2 separate regions of the Ovis aries genome follow, and region 1 is linked to region 2. Evidence: chromatin contacts called from public Hi-C data. All regions are on one chromosome and are shown on one strand. Each heading gives the region's core, a stretch centred on a gene start, on an enhancer-like site or on the middle of the called end of the contact. The rest is flanking DNA. Distances are from core to core; before and after follow the strand shown.

Region 1 (6,027 bases), core at 45-2,544, 260 kb before region 2:
AAGTTGTACCAGAGAGATGGAGAGAGGGAGAGCCAGAGGACACCACCTATGAGCATCACAGTGCTAGATTTGGAAAACAGGTGCAGATTGTCATCAGGCTTCTACAAAACACAATTCCTGGGAGAGGACAATGATTTGCTTAAGTTCCTGTTGTCTTCTTTAGGCCTAGTGCAGTGTACATCGACATTCGGAGTTTCGGGTGGCAAAACTTCTTGAGGATGCTAGAATACAAGGATGGTCTAAGTTTCGGTGTGTCTTTGCAAGATCTGACTGCATCAGGCTTCATAAAAAAGTGTTGGTTCACAGTGTATTTGTCTTTCTCAGGGAATTTGTGAAGCTATTTGGGCTCAAAATGCAAGCTTACTGTATCTCTAAAGGGAGACCTTGTTGGTTATCACAGAGAACTAAGGTTTGTGTAAATTTCCATCAGCAGACTTTTCCATCATCAAACACCAGTTCAAGCCCAGAAGGCTGGTGGAAGTCAAAGTCTTGCCTCTCTGCCCTCCTGATGGAAATGCCAGTTTTGAAGGGTCCTCCCTATACGTCAGATCACCTGTTTCAGGTCTCCAGGGTCCCCTCAGTGACAAAACTGCTGGATAATTGAGAAAAGAGCATCTCCCAGCTAGAACCAGGTGTCTCTAGATCTTACCTAGAGAAAGAGAAAACAGGGGTTATGAGTAGAGAAGAGAAACAGTATACTCTCTTCCTAGGGGCCACGACAAGCAACAAACCCGAGGCGAAAACAAGACGTCTCCAAAATCTACTAAGTGGGCGCGCATCTGATCCCTATGTCCACTCGCAGATTTCCCAGTGACTTAATGAATTTGGAAAGACCCAGGATTTCCCAGAGCCCGGTCAAAGCTGAAACTTCTCGCTCTGTTCAGAATGCGCAAGCACACTGGTCTGGGCGAATCCTCTTCCTCCCAGTGCGTGCAGGTGGGCACGTGCGGACCTAGCACAGTGACAGTCGCGCCAACTTCTGCTCTTCTGTCGCCTGTGCACAATTCCTGGAGCCTTAAAGGACTCCCCGGGTGGGGGGTGAGCTCAGGGCCGCGCCCTGGGGAACGGATGGTTCCTTCAGTCTGCAAAAGGACAGGACCCAGCGACGCTGAGGGTCCGGGGAGCGAGCGCGCCAAGCCCACCGCTCGCAGGCGGGGCTACCCTGCCCTGGGTCCCCGCACTCGGGCCCTGCGCCGGCCTCCAGCCGTCCAGGGGCGGGACCCCGCGCCGCCCCGAGCCGCCTCCCATTGGCCGGCGCGCACGCCCGTCCGCGAGCGCGGCTTCGAAAGTTTCATTGAAGGTGGAGAAGTGCGCGCCCGCCCGGAGCCGGGGCTGCGGCGCCAGGGCGAGGCTGCACCGCGCGGGGCGGGGGCGCGCTGGCCGCCGGGCGGCGTTCGTTTTTCATTTTATTTCTTTAAGTGGAGGCCGAGGAGGAGCGAGTGGAGGCTGCCCCCTCGCGCGCCCCGCTGCCGACCCGTTAGGGAGCCCCGAGCAATCGGGAATGGTTACGCGAGTCCGGCCGCCCGCGCCCCGCTGTCTCCGGCCCGAAGCCCGGGGGCGCAAAGGCTGAACCGAAGACTGCTGAGGGAGCCACCGCGGGGCCGCTCCGGGCCAGGGCCGCTCCGGGAGCTCAGGCCGAACGAGGGCCGCGTCGTCACCTCTATTCTGAGAAGACTCCACGGAGAAGGCTCCCCGCTGCCCGTGAGGGACATCGCAGGAGCCGCCAAAAGGACAGCACGCCCTCTTCTCCCCTTTTCTCGCCGCGCCGCCTCGCGGGACCCTCTCGAAGTGCCTGGTCCCCGGCTCTGGCCTCCGGCACCGGCTGCAGAAACCTCCGGCACCGGATCGGGGAGTCCACACTGGATGGGCCGGCCGTGAGGGGTCGGGCGCCCGACGAGGGGGCTTCCTAGGGCCTGGTGAACGGCGGCCGGGAGAGCGGAGAGGCGCGGCCAGGAAAGCGGAGAGCGCGCCCTCGGGGCGCACGGCGCCGCGGCTCTAGCCGAGGCGATGCCCGGGCGGCTGCGAGCCGCCGGCCGCAGGAGGCCCTAGGCGGGCATGGGCTTGGCACCCCAGTCCTGGAGACCCTTTGCTCGGACTCGCGGGACCGACGCGATGGCCTCGGAAGTGGTGTGCGGGCTCGTCTTCAGGCTGCTGCTCCCCATCTGCCTGGCAGTAGGTGAGTGTTTCCCTCTCTCCGAGGGTCCAGGGGAGGGGAGGGGGCGCCTGGGGAGGGGGCGGGCTTCAGAGCAAACCCAGATCACTAGCTCGCGTGCCCGAGACCCGGTTCGGGGAGTCAGCTCCATGCTCTGGGTGCGGAAGCCCGGCGCTTTCAATTCTCGCTCTGGGGCGCACGAACCGGGTCTGCATGATCAGGGTCTTAACCGTCTAGCTTCACAGTCCTGGCGGCCAGCTCGGCCAGTGCTGGAGACGGAGCTGAGTTTAGTAACACACAGAAATTTCTGTGGAGTGCCGAGCCGTGCACAATGGATGCGAATCCGCCTGAAAGGTAGTTGTAGACCCCTTCCCAGGTTTGTACAAGAGCACCCTCCCGGTCCCTGGACGCAGGACGCTCGGGCGCATCCAGAGGGTTTCTATGCCACCTCTGCCCCGTCCCGTGTCCCAGCCCCTGGGGGGAAGAAGGAAAGGACTCGGGTCGCGCGGGGAAGCGGTGCCCTGAAGTTGCTGGCTTTACTCACACAAAAGCCTCTACAACAAAACTGCTGGACGCAGAGGCTGCGGAAACGGAGGCCCAGCTCCGCTCCTGCGCGGTCCAGACGGATCTGTAACTGCGCTGGGACTCCGAGGTTTAAGCGAGGACAGAGGGAGCCTCCCGGATTCCCAGGCAAGGATCTCACTGTTTTTATGCGGCCGGTAGGGCGTGAAAAGCCACCGGCCTTCAGGTCTAAAGACACCCGCGGGGCGCGAGCTTGGAGTGAGAGGGGCCCAATTTCTCCTCTAGTAGAAGTGCCACACTGAACCCCGCCAAGATGACTCTGGGCGCCTAGCCCTCACCTGTTCCCACTGGAGCTAGAAAAGAGGACATGTCTTAGCAAGTAGCAATTGCGTTTGCAAGGAGAGCCAGACCCATGCGGAAAAAGCCACCTTTGTCCATTTTGCCAGAGGTGGAGGGTCAAGGTCACGCCTGTGCTAAATGGGGACGTAATCGGAAGGGGGCTTAGATGGATTTCCTGAGGGCTGACCCCAGCTCCTGGGGGGATTATGTGGCCGAGTATTGACACACAAGAAACCTGCGCGGAAAACCGAGAAGGCTCGCGGAGAGGCGACAGGCCTGGTCCCTGGGCAGGAGGAGGGGCCAGTGATGAGGCGGTCGCGGCCTCTTTGCCACTCGAGTTTCCGGGCAGGACCCTTCTGCCGGCATCTTTGTCCTTGACCATCGCTCTGCCGGCGAGGAGCGCGGCTCCCACGAAGCTCCTATGGGCGTCTGTCCCCTCCAGTTTACTTGAATTTGGGAAGGATAGAGCCTTTGGCAAATCGATCAGGGACACTGTGCGGCTGCTTCGCAGGTCGCGTCCTGTCCAGGGACCGCGTGTCTCTGCAGGGCCTGACACCGCGCCCGGCTTAAGCGGGGGCTTTCGGTGTGGGGCCGATTCGTGTAGTCAGTGAGGTGGGGAGTGGCTCTGCCCCATCCTGCGCGTCCCTCCGGCCCCACCTCCCTGCCCCCCCCTCCCCCGGGCTCGGAGGGGTGGCAGCTCCTGGGGACTGCCGGTAGTTACCTGCGACGCACACCTAGCGGAGCGATAGGACAGCAGCGATTACCCGCTGATGGCCGGCGACCTCGCGCTGAACTTGGCAGCTGCAGAGCCCGCCGGCTTCCCCTGGAGGTCCGCGGCCTCTCGGGTGGGGTCGCGTCATTCCAACTCATCTTGGGGGTCTACACCGCAAAACCCTTCAGCAGGAGGGTTAGCTTTGCGCCCTCGAGGGCCAGGCACCGCGCACTTTCCAGCTTTGGAGCCCGAGGCTCGAGGCGAGAACCATAGGCTCCCCCGGGCGCTTGTAAGAGCGGGGACAACGGTCGTGCGGGTGGGATCCCGCCATCGTTCGGGGCTGCTTCGTCCCTCCCCTGGCCTCCTCCCAGCGCCCCTGAGCCCCACGATGCGGTCATCGCCGGGGGCCCACTGGGGCCCAGCCACGCTCGATAGGTGCGGGGACTCGCACGTGCGCCCCACGGGTCCCCGACCTTCCCGGCGGGAGAGCTGCATCCCGGAGCCGAGGACGACCGGGCCGCCCGCGGTCCAGCATCCTGGCTCTAGCCTCGCCGCCTTCCCTTTCCAGCCCAATCCTCAGGATTCCCTCCGCCCTCCGGGTGCAGGGAGGGGAACCCGGGGTGTGCGAGTGTGTGTGTGTGTGTGTGTGGCTGCGCACCTGGGGCGTGCGAGTGTGACTGTGTGTGGGGGCGGGCTGCTTGCACTGAGTGGGGCCTTAGGTTATCTCTCGTTGCTCCCGGTCCCCCGGGGAGGAAGGGGAAGGACTGGGACCTCGGACCTCAGACTTCCGCCCCACCCCCTAACCCGCCCCACTGCCTGGATGAGAGCAGAGCTCCAGGGAGGACCAGAGCACTGATTCCCGCCACTGACCCCTCACCGCTTGGTGAGGAAAGACAACCCACTTCCGACGGCTGGTGCGCACCTTCTAGTCTTTGTACTTTAACTGCAGGACGCGAGGCTGCTCGGTGGGTGTTGCTTGATGTAGGCATTCAATTCTCTTCTACAGGAAGTGGATGTTTTCAAGGTTATTGGAGGGTTTTCAGGCTCCCCGGCTCCCAGGGTGCTACTAAATCAAATATTCAGATTTCCCTAATATCCTGGACATGGAGAGTGCAGTGATCCGCTTGCCATTAGAATCGATTTTTACGTTTTAGTCGTCTATTTTTGTAACTGGTGGAGGCAGTCTTCAAAGCCAAGCCTTTGCAGAAGCTCAGGCCTTTGTCTTTTATCCACCCCTCCACCATCCATGTTGAAATGTTTCTGCAGATGGATGTCCACCTCTCTTCCCCTAATGATGGTTGCTAAACATTAACTACCATTGTGCTTAATCTTATGTTTTAAGAGTTCTTTCTTGTCCTGTAAAAGAAATTTACAGAGAAACAATAAGTGAAGTCAGTCCTCTTTCAAGCCTGTGTTAGGCGGCTCTTGAGTGTTTAAAGCAGAACAAAACCATAACGTAGCATAATGTAATATAATACAGTATGATGTAATATGTTGTTTAGCATCCAAAGTAGACATCCAGTGACAGGTTTTCCTGCATCAATAGTAAAGGAACATTTTGAAGATCTCCAAAACTGTCTGTGACTGCTTGAGTAGCCACTCTGATTATTTTTCCTCAAACTATACACAAAGGAGAACCTAGATAAACCCTTCCATTATATTATGCAATCTTTAATAATTATAATAATATCTGGTCACCATTGAGCACTTTAGAAATATTTTTATGTTTATTATCTTTTAGCCTGACTCCACCATCCCGCTCAACTCTAAGTCTATGGTTGAGTCCATTCCAGGGCTGGGAGCTGGTTGGCATGCTGCTGACCACTCGTTCCGGCTTGCCTGCTGTTGCCTGGAGTCTCCTCCTGTCTTTCCTGGAAGAGCTGACTTAACGTTATTTTGGGGGGAGAGGAGAGCCTAGCTTGGAAAGAACGGATTGGCCCAGGAGGGGCAGAGCCGCAGGGCACCATGAACTTATGATGCCCCTAAACGAAGTGACCAGAGCTGCATGGGAGACTGTTAGTTACAAAAAGAACCAGCCAACCAGTTAGCACTCTGTGGTAATCTCATAAATTGAATAATCTCATAAATCCAGCGAGAATCTCCAAAATTCCCTTTAAAGATATTTGGCTTAAAGTGAGCAAAACCATGGAGTGACTTTTGGAATATGCATGCATGTGGCCGTATCTGAATATAATTTCCTCTCTATTGCGCAATATATTTTCCCTGCAGCATGTGTCATTTTGCAGCCACATTTACACATACTCCAAGAATTACCAGTGAAGCCTGAGCAAGGTCTCCCCCT
Region 2 (6,555 bases), core at 2,109-4,608:
CTCTCGGGACATGAAAAGACATGAAGGGAATGTACACGCATTTTACTCAGTGAAAGAAGACAATCTGAAAAGGCTACACACTGTGGGCTTCCAACTATATGATGTCTTAAAAAAGGCTACATACCATGTGCTTCCAACTGTATGATGTTCTGGAAAAGGCAGAACTGTAGGGACAGTAAGACAATTGGTGGTTGTCAGGGGTTGAGGAGGAGGGAGGGGTGAACAGGCGGAGCACAGAGGATTTGTAGGAGAGTGAATATACTGTATGATACCAGGCAGATGGATACCTGTTGTTAGAAATTTGTCCAGACCCATAGAACGTCCCACGCTGGGAGCGAACTGTAATGTGAACTACGTGTGGCCTTTGGGTGACAATGACGTCTATGTCGGGCCCTCACTTATAACAAGTGTCCCATTTGGTGGGGGATGTTGGTAATGGCATGTGTGGGGCCAAGGGTTATTGGGAATCTCTGTATCTTCCTCGTACCTCTGCTATGAACCCCAAACTGCTCTATAGAATGATTTCAATAAAAAGGCACCTGTAATGTTGATAAAAGCTCAGTGAGGGGCATGAATATGAAAGTGGAGAGAGACCTGGAATGTTCCGGTGATGCTGTTCCTCCCTGTGGAAAAACCCACGCAGGAAAGCGGAGAGAAGAGCCTCCCAGTCCTTCTTCTTTAAACCCCTTAGTTCAGTCATTAGTCCCTGATTAGCCCAGCATGTGGCTTCCTCTTGTGGCTCAGCTAGTAAAGAGTCTGCAATGCGGGAGACCTGGGTTCAATCCCTGGGTTGGAAAGATTCCCTGGAGAAGGGAAAGGCTGCCCGCTCCAGTATTCTGGCCTGGAGAATTCCATGGACCGTATAGTCCATGGGGTCGCAAAGAGTCAGACACGACTGAGCGACTTTCACTGTATTTCATACTGTGACTGTTCCACTAGATCGGGGGAAGCCAGCCTGGAGACCCCCAACTGCCCTGAGCCCATCCTCCAACACCAGCATCCTCATGGGACTCCACTGGTCAGTCTAGACTTTGTCCCCAGAAGACTCTGAAGTGGCTCTGAAACTCCATCAGTTCAGTGGTTTTTACGCTACACCACACCTAAGTCCAAACTTCTAGCCCTTATTCTGTTTCCATCACACACTGTGGTCCCAGCACTTTGTCCCGTGTTACGTCTGTGAGGCTCTGCAGAGAAATAAGATGACAACATTGAGATATCAAAGCAAAACACTAACATGGAAATACCCCAGCTTTAAATGCCAGCCTCCTTTCACAATTTTTTCCAGGGAGAAACGAAAGTTAAAATAGTACATCAATTTAAAGTCCAGGAATGAAAGAGCATGGATTAAATCCTCTCACCTTCTAAGTAACAGAGAGAACTGTGTTCTCACCTGTCCCCAACTCTTTGCCCAGGAGGAACAGAGGCCACTTCAGGGAAGCGGCTCAAGGCGTCTTCTCAGGAACTTCTGCTCCTTCAGGTGTGAATTCCACTCTACACCAAGGTTCCGATTGGGCCTCATTTTTTTTTAATAGTCCAAAAATCAGTAAGACCCACAGGGGTGCCCATAATGATCGAATTTCAAAAGCATTTCACACAAGTCCCGGCCAGTCTGGCTGTGCACAGCTAACACATGTCTCAGAAGCATGAAGGGTGTCCCCAAAACCCAGAGCAGAAGCTCGAGTAAAGCTGGAGAAGTCACACAGGTCCCAGACTGGCTGGGAAGCCTGTCCATCCAGCCAGGTGAGCAAAGTCCCAGCCCCTGACCGTGACCTTCACTCAGCGAAGAGCTGCAGCCTGATGGGAGAGGCATCCCAGCTCATGTCATGGAGCTCTACTTGGGGACAGGGCATCCAAGCCACGGATGTGGAGTAATCTTCAGAATTGCCTCCAGTTCCCTTTAAAAAAGACAGACTTCTGGACCTCACACGATGCCGCAAGTCAGACTCGGGGGCCGCGGACGAAGATCTATCAAGTGTAAACCTTCTGGGTGATGCTGACATCAGCCAGATTGGAGGACTTAGCCTCCCCATCCTGGTCCTTAGAGGTGCTCTGGAGATGCCCGCAGAGCTGAGCGGTCCTGATTCCAGGCGGAAGATTCTGCGTAAATGTGAACCCTGCTGGCCCTCCGGCCGAGCCGGCATCTACCCTGGATCCAACGTTTCATCTCCCCACCCCCACGACAGGATGCTTGTCCCTAGGCGTCAAAAGCAACTGAGAGATGAAAGCCCTGAGAAGGAAGGTCCATACCCGCATCGCATCCCTCAGCTTCCTGAGCACTTAACTTTCTCAGGTGTTGGTCAAATGCCTGATGGGAAAACTAGGTCAAGCCTATGGGGAAAACTGAAGAATTTGTGCAGCCTTATAAAATTGATGGCTGACAAGGGACGTCTCTAGGCTGGGAACCAAGTCATAACCTACCACTGGAAATATCTGCACAGCCTCACTAGTAAATGATATTAAGTGCAGTGTGGCTGGGGGCCCTCAGCCTGGGCTCTACCCTAGAGGGGGCAGTGAGTCCTCACTTGGTCTGGGCTCAGTAACATCAAGGAGGTTCTCAGACCTCAGGCAAAATCACACCCCCTCTGTCTCACCCCCACTGGATTAGACTGGAAATTATTTTGCAAAAAAAACCTACAATTGCATTAGAGAGAAGCCTAAAAGGAGCAGCCCTAAGGGAGGGGGTGTGTTGCCTTGAACTTCTGTGAAGAGTGGATGGCATCTGGAGGTGCAAGAGGAGAAGGGAGGGCCTGGGGGGTGCTTGGGCCACCAGGGACAGACACCATCTGGTACAGAGCCTGGAACACCTGGACTGACCCGATGCCTGGACTGCTGGGCCTGCCCCAATGTGCCCGCGGAACCCAGGCCCTCACTCCTTCCCAGGACACAGACCTCCAGGTGTGCAAGTGTAGACACTCAAGATCCCACCAAATAAAACTGGTTTCCATCTCCTAGCTGTTTTCTCTGATGTGTTCATCTGTTTAGATTGTTGGTACCACCTCCATCACGGCAAGCTTCTTTCAGGGAAAATTTTACATCCATCATGTTGTTCCATCTCCGCGTAGGAAGACTTTATGAGAACAGAGGCGGGTTGAGCTGTGGAAAGTTCTGGGATAACTCTCTGGATTCCAGTGCCTTTGACTGGCTGGCTGACGGCTTGGCCAGGCTGCATGCCTGCCCCTCCCCACCCCGGAGGGGCTGCCCGGAGCCTGCCCTCAGAGGCCGCCAGCACATACACTGAGTGAGCCAGGGCCAGGCCTTCCTGAAACACTAAGGATGCATCAGGGAGCCACACAGAGCTCTACTCAGTCACGAGCGATGCTGCTGGGGCACCAGGCTGATGCAAAGCGGTGAAATATTAATGAGCCTTGCAGATGGTTCATTGCTCAGCACCACCCTGTGTCTGAAGCAACTGATGACAAGCAGCCTCTGCCCTGTATCGCCCTTGGGGCAAGAAACCCAGAAAGCATATCAACTACCCCCCCCCACCCCCCGCCAAATAAAACAAAGAATCAGAAAATATCAAACAGCCAGAAAAATGAGGAGAGACCCTGTGGTGTCAGCGAGTGTCCTGAAAACAAAACCCCCATGCAGAAGGGGCAGGGGGGCCCTGCAGACAGCAGTCATGTGGGAGTCTGCCTGGGCTGCTGCCCACACTGGGGTCCAGCCAGAGTGAGCGCCAGGCTCAGGAAGGCTCTGCAGAGACACTGAGGCTGGGGGCAGGGGTGGGGCACAAGGGCCACAGGGAAGGTGCGTGGGCTTGGCACTGCTCTGTGGGCTCCTGATGAGAATGATCCAGGAAGTGAACCACAAAAAGGGATATCGGTCCAGCTTTTCCAGACATTGAAAGGATAAAGAGGTTACATATTATGAACAAATGTAGGTCATTTTACAACTTACGCAAAATGGGAAAAATCCTTTTAAGATAAGGATTGCAAAAACTGACTTCAAATAAAATTTTCAAACCTCCCCAGAAATGTTCTATGCCAATTAATAAATTGAATTCATAATTGAAAACTCTCCCAGAGAAAACTCCAGGCAAGATGAATTCACTTGTGGATTGTGGCAAAAAATTTAAAAAGAAATGCCAATCCCTACATAAAGTCTCTTAGAAAGTAGAGGAGAGAAGAATCCTCAATTCAAGGCCCATGTTACCCTGATTCCAACATCATCACAGATGCTTCAAGAAAGGGAGAAAGACAGCCCTCACAAGCTCAGACACAGAAATCTTTAACACAATTTAGCAAATCCAATTCAGCAGTGCACTAAAAAAATTCATGATCAAGTGGGCTTAACATCAGAAAAAGTCATGGTAATTCATCACATTAGCAGAAGTTCAGGTCCATCCACTAGGTACCCAGGGGAAGGGTCACCCTGAAGTGTCAGCCTTAGCCAAGTTGTACATAAAGTAAAAAGACACAAATGCCACTATGTAGGCAATAATTCAAGAAATCCATGAGCCTTTCTTGGAAAAAGAGAAATTTAGTTAATAAGGGATAAGTCAAAATCATTTTTTTTAAAAAAAGGAAAAATGATGGTTTAAAATTAGTAGTGATAAGTTCTGAAGCATTTAAATATAAATTTAAGAGTAAGTTTTTCAGACAAAAAAAAGAACAGGGATTGTGGTTAAAGAAGAAGATGTCAATGTTACAACCTCAAACATGGAAAATTAATAATAGAATCAGAAAAATATTAAGAAATAAGGGTCCGGGTGGTGCTAATTTTCCCATATTTCAGAGCAAGGAACTGACAGAAAATATCAAAAGCTGAAATAGTTACATGTGAAAGCATAAACAATCCAATGTATTTTAAATGTGAGATCTTTTAGAAATACATATCTTATTAAGAAACACATCTAAATTTCAAAATTTTTTTTAGCTTTCCTTCTCTCTCACTAAATTCCATGAAGATTAAGTGTCACACTTTTATTTACAAATAGTAACTAGGAGCCTGTCCTGAAGTGAATTCGTACCTGCTGGTCCCTTTCCCAGTTTGTCCAGAGGCCTGGAGTGATGGTCATGGAGGAAATGCTTGTTTCTGAAGATGAGACTGAAGAGAATTATTTTATTCTTTGTACTTTTGGGGTTTCTCGCTGTGCTTTTTTTTAGCACTGAAAATTACATAATTTTCATAAAACAGAAAATTACATAATTTCTATGAAACAAAACCCCAAGGAGGGAAGCAGAGCTGCATCCAGGGTGGAAATGCCCTCACCCTCTGTAGCCAGGCTGGGCACCTGGGGGCCAGTGGGCAGCAGACATTTGGGCATTTCAGCCCCGGGCGCTGAGCCGGTCCAGAGGAAACACCAGAAGTGCACACAGTCACGCCTCCCATCCCACCTGCCACTGGCTGGATGACACCAGCGGCTCCTCTGCTGTTTCCTGGAGGCACCACTGTTTTCTTTTGGAAGTGAGGGATCTGAGCCATGGAATTAAAAGCTCAGCCTAGCCTCTTCGTGAACCTCCTGGACTCTGCCGCCTGGTACCCGCCAAACTGGTGTGGAAATGTCCTCCGGGTGTGATTCCTGCCTGAGTCTCCCCCACCCCATCCAACTCACCGACACCCGCCAGGCACCCAGACCAGCGCTGTCCAAGGGGCTTTCTGTGGCCAGGGACACACAGGGCCACCCAGGGCCACCCAGCATCTCAGACGTGACAGTGTGATAATGAATGAAATAAATGAATTTTATTTCCTTTGTGTCCACTTTAACAGTTCCATGTGGCTACCGTGGGGCAGCAGGCTTGGAGGCGGGACTGCTGCTACTCTGACATCATGAGGTGCTGGGGGGTGGGGCAGAGGGACAGTCTTGGTTCCTGACAAGGGACAGCACTCTGTGCCCACGCTAGTGGGGACATTGCATATTCATCCCAGTGCTGGGGCGCTACCAGCACGTACAGGCAGCTGGCTGAACTGCAATGCCAGTAACATTCCCCAATCCCCCCCGAGATGTGGCAGGTGGGCCAGGTCAAAGCTGAGCGGAGACCCCGGAGGCCCAGCTGGTCCTTGTCCACCAGTCAGCGTCAGGTGTGACATGGGGCAGGAAGAATAAGAGCAGACAGACACAACAAACAAGGTTAATAAAGCCTGTGTCTGTGAGTGAGTGCACTCATGTGTTTGTCCAATCAGCTGTTTAGACAAGTGTCGCCCATCCTGCGGTCCGTTCTGTGTCCATCAGCAGTGACCCTGCAGCTGGTCCTGGTGAGGCGGTCCTGAACCCGCTCCACAGCGCCACCTGGTGGCCTGGGAACTCGGGTGCTGAGCCCTTGAGCGGAGACCTTCCTTAACAAACCTTCATTATTATTATTAAAATCAGCATCTTTACTTCACTTCTCTGAAGGCTTATTCACATTTTCATTTTAGAGTGCAAATAAGAATAGGGTAGAACATATTTGAAAAGTAGTCATTATTGTAAGGTCTATAAGTGACATATAGTAAATGAGATAAAGAATTCGATACACGTATTCTGAAGAGCACACAAATTCAGGTGAAAAGTGCAGGAATCATAAAGTGATGATCTGCTAGACTTGTAATCTTGCATGACCTGCACAGCTCTATGAC

The links. Hi-C and Micro-C count contacts between places; a contact is called where the count stands out from the background.
Region 1: a contact with region 2 is called in a Hi-C map of hypothalamus, with 8 times the contacts expected there. The contact joins the promoter of PIEZO2 here to the enhancer-like site in region 2. A contact is called at or near these places in 8 of 16 Hi-C or Micro-C datasets (hypothalamus, liver, mesenteric adipose tissue and 4 more).

Annotation. Positions count from the first base shown.
Region 1 is chr23:42,962,898-42,968,924 of ARS-UI_Ramb_v3.0, reverse strand. PIEZO2 (piezo type mechanosensitive ion channel component 2) reads left to right here and starts at 1,294. Exons shown (of 52, transcript XM_042239280.2): 1 at 1,294-2,176. The coding sequence starts at 2,056.
Region 2 is chr23:42,702,399-42,708,953 of ARS-UI_Ramb_v3.0, reverse strand. No RefSeq gene overlaps it. Among named protein-coding and RNA genes, the nearest start is that of NAPG, 17 kb to the right of the region's middle. Within about 2 kb of position 3,358, at least 3 of the 54 cell types and tissues checked have an H3K27ac peak or open chromatin away from gene starts, as enhancers often do. A contact at or near this core is called in hypothalamus, where this site is marked.